Regions from separate parts of the Sus scrofa genome. Here region 2 is linked to region 1. Evidence: chromatin contacts called from public Hi-C data. All regions are on one chromosome and are shown on one strand. The core of a region is the stretch at or near the end of the contact, and the rest is flanking DNA. Distances in the headings are between cores, read along the strand shown. Region 1 overlaps LOC110259527 (a long non-coding RNA gene). Region 2 has its middle 44 kb from the start of YIPF5.

Region 1 (4,475 bases), core at 83-2,582:
TCTCCCATTCAACTTCCTACTCTCCATTGGTCATGGTAAGACTTCGGGAAAATCTAGGGTAATTCCACCTGACAAAAATTTGGATGACCTACTCGAAATCATTTCACTTAATTTTCTCACTGGGAGAGGAAAAAGTAATGTCCAAAAGCTGAAATAACAACTCGAGCTATGACTTAATGAGCACTTACCCTTGGCCAGTACCGTGCCTAGTGCTATACACACATATCTCACTTAATTCTTTCCTCTGTCAAATGAGGTAGGCAATATTAGAACAGCAGTGGACCTCAGGAATATCCAAGGGGAAACGGCCTCTCTAACATCGCAATAAACACTTAGGAATAGGCTGTGTCTTATGCCCATGACTTGCAGCTAGAAGCAGGCAGACACAGCCAAGGCAGAAAGATTCAGGTGGAAGATACATAAAGTTTCATGACAACGGTAAGGGTAATTGTCATACTTTGCAGAATCTTTTCACTGGGAGGTGAAATCTCTGGCAGTTTTTATGATGTCATCCAGAGGTGAAGATCTGAAAAGTCACTCTCTCCAACCAGGAGCCTACTGCCTCATCACTGGTCTTGTGTAACATCTCCATAATTTCCTATTCCCTTTTCCATAAATACAGTTTACATCCTCTAAGTGTTTTTGTTGATATCTGTCCATAAATCACATTCCCATTTTGTGACAATCATTCAGTGTCCATTTCCACTCCTCAATGAGAACACAGAGGTACATAGTACATAAAAAAAAAAACAAAAAACCTTTCTGAGATCACATAGGTAGTAAGTGGTAGAGCCAGATTTGATCCATGTCTGCCTGATTCCAGAGACCAAGCTCTGAACCTCTGCTTCATATTTCTCCTCTAAAAATGCCCAGTGAGCTGGGCATATGCTGGAAAATCTCTTGGAGTTCTCCAGTTTCTGTTACTCAGTTACCAAATGAACAGAAGAATTGCACTGTGATATTTTCACCCTCAAGACAGAGTGAGTTCTCAATGTTCCTCTCTGCTCAAAGTACCAGCCGTAAATGCCCCATAAAGATACACATGAGTAAGGACTCTCTACACTTGTTGTTAGGAAAAGAAGACATAGGAATTTCTCCCTTCCAGAATGAAGCACATATGCAGAGGCAGGAAGAAGCTGTACTGTAGTCAAAGAAAACAAATGGTCCCCTATTTATAGGTTATCCTTAAAGAAGCCGATGTCTGGGTAACACGATCAATCCCTTCCTCAAGTGAGGACTTGATTCCAATGACAAAAGTAGAAGAACACGGGCATACAGGGCTGCGAGTTGGACTGGGGCCAGACACCAAGGATCTCGAAGGTCAGGCTGAGGCGTATGGACTTTATCAGGCAGGTGACAGACATTGCTAAGAGACCAAGCATCTGAGTGATATGATCCATATTGCCCTATGAAGATAATGAAGCATAAAATGACTCAGGCAGGGGAGAGAAGGTGATCAGGAAGACTAACCAGGAGGCTGTTGCAGTGTATGTGGGATTACATGCTTTGGGGTAAAAACATGTATAGTCAGTGGTTGGAAAATGCCTACTAAGGGGATGAAGCACCTTTATGCCTACAAATATAAACGTCCCAGAGTGGGTATGTTCTAAGACGATTATCTGATACTCTACAAAGAAGATTACTGTGCTATTTAATTTGAAAGCTGAAGGATTATAACTTATTTTCTCTATGCTGGACCTACAGTGGAATCCTGCCCCTTTTCAGCAGCTTCAGAATCACAGTGAATGCATCCCTGGTCCTTTAGGCTGTCACTGTGAGAGCTTTGACTTTACAGGGCTCAGTGTTTCCTCTAAGGTTTAATACCCTTGTTATCAATTAGTGTCACATGTGTCCATGCTATTTATTCCTTTTTTTTTTTTATCTTTTCTAGGGCTGCACCCATGGCATATGGATGTTCTCAGGCAAGGGGTCGAATCAGAGCTACAGCTGCCAGCCTGCACCACAGCCACAGCAACACTGGATCTGAGCTGCCTCTGCGACCTACACCACAGATCAAGGCAACACCGGATCCTTAACCCACTGAGCGAGGCCAGGGATTGAACCCACAACCTCATAGTTCCTAGTTAGATTCGTTAACCACTGAGCCATGATAGGGACTCCTCCATGCTATTTATTCTAATTGGAGTTTGTCTCCGACATAAATCAATATTCAGAATGTCCCTTGTACTGCTTGAACCACAAACTGAAATTAACAGGTTGCTGGAGATTATTTTTATTTACAAGATGCTGAAGCTGAGTTTCTTTTAAGGAAAAGGTGGTAGAAAATTCACAGGTTAGGAAGGCTTTTGATCTGCAATTTACTCTATCATCTAGTTCTCTTTATGTTAAATGACTGAAGAACATTGAATGTGTTTTCCTGGAAAAAAAATAAACAGAGAAGAAAGAAATAAAGGAAGAAAAATTATATTTGTTTGAAAAGGAAGAGAAGGAAAACAAGAATGAGGACTGGTGCTTTTAGAACTCTCAGATTTATTATTTTCCCATTATTGGCTTTGTATAGGCTAATTTCAAACAGCTATCTTCCTGCCTATAGTCCAAGGATGGTGCATTTGTAACATAGCAACATATTTTTAGAAATGGACAGCCCTCCCAGTATAGGGAGAGACCAAATGTGCCCTTATCGAAGATCATTGTTTCAGTGACTGATGAGAATGACTGCAAAGACTGACGGCTTTGGAAACAGAATTCTGGACGCTATTTAGGTCATGGTTAATAAACCGTTTCAAGCTTAAGAATTTTGAGTGAGCATATTAGTAGGAAATAATATGTGCAACATTTATTGAAGGACCTTATATAAAAGAAATCTCAAAACTTTTTCTGCTTTAAAAATAATTTCTTTCTAGGTAGAAGATTTTATTTTGCATTAATGCTGACATTCTGTTCACTTTACTGACAGATGAGATCAAACCAGGGGCTAGGCACATCTTGTCCCCAAATGTGCTCAATTTAGGCAATAATTTAGTGAATATTCAGCTTTTGTATAAAACAGACCTAATTCCATAGAGCAGTTAAGATAAATTCACATTTCAAGGCTGTTCTTTGTCCCTTAGGAACACACAAATGCACTACACTACCGTCATTCTTCTGAATGAAGCTAAACTCTCTGTAGTCTATCTATATAGATAATTAGTAGGCAGTCTTACTGGAGTGGCCTTAGCAACAAGCCTGCCCATCATCTCTCTCTCCTTAGCCCTGACAGGCCCTTGGTCACTAAGGCCTATCTATTTGACGTCTGTGGCAGACAATACTGATTATCTACCTACAAGGTGTTTCTGGTCTTCCTTTTTTCTTGCTGAGAAAATTGCATCTTTGTTCAGGAACTGATCAGACATGTGCATCTGGAAAGACTGGGTGAATTTTAATTAGTCTAAGCCAGTCATGGCCTCCCCAGTCCCCTTGCAAGTGGCTGGTTCTTGAGTGAGTGTGTGATGTAACTGCAGCCGATCAAATGAAGAGACAACTGTGAATAAGAAATAGGTGGAATTAAATAGTTCCTTCTCCCCACTCCTGCCCGGGGATTGTCCTCGCATGTAGCACCCTCTGCCATTTCCCTAAATCCCAGACTTCACGTACTATGCCCGTGTCCAAGTCTCATGCCCCAGTATTTTCTCTGAATGAACTGTTACTTTCATGGGACGGCTCACAGTTTCCTCAATATACCATGCGGCATACCCACAGCACCTTTACAAACCTGTTTTTCTTCTCTCCTGAAATGGCAGTCACTCCTTCAGCCTGGCAAACAACCGTGCATCCTGACCCACATCCATTCGCTCCCTATTAGAGCTGCTTGTCACGTCCGTCCTCTCCCTGTTAGAGCTGCTCGCCACTTCCATTGTGCCGCTTGTACACCGTGTGCCCATGATTGCAGTGGTCACAGTGCACTGCAATAACTTACTGATGTATTGCTCTTCTTATCTATGACCTCTCAAGAAACAGCTATTAAGGCTTGTCACTGCATCCCTAGCACCCAGCCTAGATCTTGGCCAGATACTCAATAGATGAATTTGGAAGGAAGGAAGAGAAAAGGAGAGGACCCATTGTAGGAAAGCTACAGTGCTATAACTTTAAATGATTTGGGCCCCTGAATACACTCTGTGGTTTGTTTTCCGTGGTTATGGAATAACAACGGGGGGGGTAGCGGCAGCATCAACATCAGCAGTGATACCTTCTCAGCCTTTTACAAACACAATGCTAAACATTTTATGTAATTTACTTTATTTAAATGTCATGACAACACAGTGAAGATATTATATATTATCATACCTATATTGTAGACAAAGAAGCTTTGTCTCAAAAACATTCCTATTTCAATGTGATGGCGGAGTCAGGATTCAAACTCAGGTCATACTCCAGAACTTTAACCAACTATTTATGAATATGCTGTTCTCCTATCTGTTCTAGATACATGTTGCTCACACCAAACAGAAGGAAAATCTGAGCCTGGGGCTTTTGGC
Region 2 (4,010 bases), core at 901-3,400, 140 kb after region 1:
GGCAGGGATCGAACCTGTGTCCCAGTGCCCCAGAGATACTGCAGATCCCATTGCACCACAGTAGGAATTCCAGTAATGGATTTCAAGGTCATAGCAGAACGGTCCTTCATGAAAAGGATGACCAAAGTTGCTAAGGCCCATAAAGGACACTGCCCACGACTGTTCATGAATCATGCTTGCTTTCCTCAAAAGCATTCTAGACAGAAGCAACTCCCAAATCAGGAGAGCAAGGAAGGTATTTACAAGGACAAAACAGACAAAGACAAAGCAGGCAGTGGACACTAGAGTTACAGAGTAGAGACAGGGGCCCAAAGAAAAAGGGAAGCTGCAATTCCTTCCTCTACTCTCCCTAAAGTATCTTTTGCATAACATTCTCAGGTTGGTTTCCTAAGAAGCATTATTACAAATTGGCACACCATAAAGAGGTACAGAATCAACCAGCTTTTGCCTTGTTCCAAATCCATGCTCAGGATGCACAGTGCACTTTTGGAAAACCAGAAAATGGGCCTATTCTTGACAGAAACATGAATAGTAACACGGACCATTCTTGAATCACCATTGCTGAGTGAAAAATGATTCTACCACATTTTATTATTCCAAAGTAATCGGGATTAAATAGCTGGTGAGAGGAAGCTGAGGCAGTTCAAGTGAGACCCACTACAAACTATTGCCCTGGACTCCTCGACTGCGAAAAAGGCTTTGGGTGGATCTGATGTGTCTGCAGATGCATCTCCCTTGCCGCGGTCCATCCTGCTTCTGAATGGGCCCCTAAACTTGGTAAGACCTGCGGAAATCCTCTGCTGTCCTCTGCTGCTAGCGCGAGAGCTGCTCCTAGAGCCCTCTACCCTCAGAGCCTGCGGTCCCCTCCACGCCTCTTCTTTCCCTCCCACTGAACATTCACAGCTCTTCGATGGCCTGAACTAGATGACACCAACGTGGCTACACACTGTCTATCAAGATACCCTTTTCAATCTTTGCATTCATTTGTATTCACTGTCTCTTACAGCATTACAAATTACCCTGAAACAGAGCAGCTTAAAACAACAAACATTTATTATCTCAGCATGTCTTTGGCCTTGGGATCAGGAATTTGGGGGTGACTCGGCTGAGTAGTTCTGGCTCAGGGTCCTTCATGAGGGTGTAGCCAAGATGCGAGCATGGGCTGCCGTCATTTGAAGGCTTGACTGTGGCTGAAGGATCCACATGCCACATGGCTCACTCACCAGGCTGCTGGATAAAAGCCTCTGTTCCTCACTGCGTGACAGGAAATCTCAGTTCTCCATCACGTGGGCCTCTCCATAGGGCTGCTTGAGTGTTATTCATGAGCAATGCAAGAGAAAGTACGGCAGATACTACAATGCCTTTTAGGATCTAGCCTCAGAATTCAAAGAGCATCATTCCCATAATATCTTAGAGGCTGTACAAGTCATCAAGAGGGGCATCAAGGCCGTGTGGAACCCTGGAGACCACCTTGGATGTCAGCTCCCATGCCAGGGAAGAGCTCTGATTTTCGTCTCTGACCTACAGATATGGAGGCATACGGAAACCCAAATTGGCCTGCCTGAAATGAAAACCAGACAGCACTTCCGTTTCCAAGTAGCGGAATAATTGATTCACCCTCCTGTATTTATGGATGCAGGGCTCCCTTCGAACGTCATCACGGTGCTTATCACCACGCTGGGGTTAATTATGGTGAATAGCGTTTTTATTTATAATGCATTTGGGGCAGGCTTACCATGTTTCACACCTTGGGCTAGGACTTTACCTACGTTTCATCATCACAACAGTCCTGGGAAGCTGGTATCAGTAGCCCTACTTTACAGACCGTGACACAGACCCAGCTTACCCATGAAAGAGTCTCCGGCTTACAAATGAACTTCAAGATCATGGAGTGTAAACACTTCACAGAAGGCACCTGCAGCCTGGAGAGTTTAACAGACTCTTCTGAAGGCCACAGTGGCGATGTCGAGACCAAAGCCTTGGCCTCCAGAGTCTGGACAAAGCTCTTTTCAATTACATCCGTCTGCTTTCCTGTGATCCTTTCTCCTAAACAAAAGGTCAGAACTCCCACAAGACATTCAGCCTCTGTGATTCTGTTAAAATGGGCCCAACAATCAGACGGACCTCACAGGGCTGTAAGGATTACATAAGCAAAGTGATATAAGGTCCAAGGGCAACGCTTGACACACACAAAGCCAGATCCCGTGGTAGCTGCTGCTATTTTGGTGGTGTTTGCCTTAATCTCTTTGGGCTGCCCTAACAAAATACCACAGAATGGGTGGCTTATCAACAACAGAAACGTGTGTCTCACAGTTCTGGAGGCTGAAGCCCAACATCAGGATGCCAGCATGGCCAGGTTTGGGCCGTCCCCTGGTGGAAGGGGCTAGTGGGATCTTTTACGGGGTCACAATCCCTCTAGGGCAGCCTCACCCTCACGCCCTGGGCCCCTCCCAAAGCCCCCACATCCTAATACCATTGCCTTGGGCATTCGGATGTCAGCAAAAGAATTCTGAGACAGGCCACAGCAATGTAATTAATTGATGAACGGGAAAACGAACCTGGGCCATTACCGAGCATCTGGATGGAGGGAGACATGCCCTAAACTCAGTACCGTGCCAAACGCCCAGTCACCTTCTCTAGCCAAATCAACCCAATGGGCGGGACTCATGTTATGGACTAGTCAGCCTCTTCTTGACTCCAGCTCCCGTCTTTTCCCCAAAGTGATGTGTGCATGGCCTGGCTGTGTGTAAGGTGATTCCAGATGGAACATGTTTTTATACTTTAGGAGTTGTGTACTTATTTTAGTAAGTATTAGAAAAAAACACAACTAAGATAAAATCACCCATTTGATGGATAATCTTGCTTAGGGTGAAGCTAAAATAGGTTGATTTAAAAAAGAATATGAAGTGAATCACAGTAGTGGCAGCGTGCAATTAAAACAAGAAGAGTGAAGATGGTGTGCCAGTCACTTTGGGGAGCAATGGTTTACCCTACCGTGAAGATCACAGGGGCTTGACGGTTCAGAATAGCTTTGTTTTTATTGTACTAGCATGTCCTCTTCTGAGATAGCTCAGCCTCTCTTCTTGTTTACACGCACCCCTCCACCCCTCTCTTCTTCCTCTAACTCTTAGAAATCCTTTTTCACTCCCTTTGCTTGGGTAACTCCCACCAATGCTTAAAGTTTGGGATCATGTGTGGTCTCATCTGGGAAAGAGGACTCTCTCTTACCTCTCCTCCAGCCTCAAAAGGCGTCCTCCTTATACCTCCCTTCCTGTACTTAGGGCTCTGTATGGGCATTAAAGGACTGTGTGCCTCTCTCCTCTCCTTTTCTGGGGCTCCTCGAAGGCAGGGACCATGCCTTCCTCGTCTTTACATCCCCAGGGGTGAACACCGTGCTTAAGATAAGGAAAGCCCTCAACTATGTACTGAAATAAGCTATTACTACAGGCTGCAAAAGAAATTAAAAGAATGTTTCCTCTTATAGGTCCTTAAAACTGCTGCCTGTCCAATGCACAGGGGCTGTCATGAAGAACTTTGTAGCTATTCTGTTTTCCTAAAGAAGGCAATGGCTACTAACCGCATCTTAGCTCGACAAAGAAGGGAACAAAGTGACCACACTGAAGACAGAGTGTGTCTTCGCTTCACTTACTGTCTTCAGGCTCCAGAAAGCGCAAACTTCTTTCCATTGGAACCGGTAACCTGGCTTGAACTTGCAACTCTTAATTGGGACAAAACCCTGGAAAAAAAATACCTCCTGTATGCAAATGACTCCATCTGTGATCCTGTTAAACATTCGCTCTTTCAGCAGAACCGTGCCAAACTGCCACATTCTCTCTTCTTTGTGACAATTAACATTGGATCCAGCAACGAAGGAACGGGGAAATAAACACAGACGATGGACTCATTTTAAACCGAGTGAACATTAAATAAAACACAAACCTGCAGGTTCATTAAGCTCCTGAAGAACTTGTCAGGAATGACTGTATTCCCTTCAGGGTGATGAATCACTA

Evidence for each region. A called contact is a pair of places that touch in the nucleus more often than the background predicts.
Region 2: a Hi-C map of heart right ventricle shows a contact between it and region 1, with 2.8 times the contacts expected there. The contact joins two enhancer-like sites. A contact is called at or near these places in 2 of 47 Hi-C or Micro-C datasets (fetal heart ventricle and heart right ventricle) and 1 of 2 datasets of contacts at active chromatin or transcription factors (skeletal muscle).

Annotation. Positions count from the first base shown.
Region 1 is chr2:145,487,644-145,492,118 of Sscrofa11.1, forward strand. All of the region lies in intron 2 of LOC110259527 (a long non-coding RNA gene), which reads right to left. Among named protein-coding and RNA genes, the nearest start is that of YIPF5, 180 kb to the right of the region's middle. Within about 2 kb of position 1,333, at least 2 of the 83 cell types and tissues checked have an H3K27ac peak or open chromatin away from gene starts, as enhancers often do.
Region 2 is chr2:145,622,386-145,626,395 of Sscrofa11.1, forward strand. No RefSeq gene overlaps it. Among named protein-coding and RNA genes, the nearest start is that of YIPF5, 44 kb to the right of the region's middle. Within about 2 kb of position 2,151, at least 2 of the 83 cell types and tissues checked have an H3K27ac peak or open chromatin away from gene starts, as enhancers often do.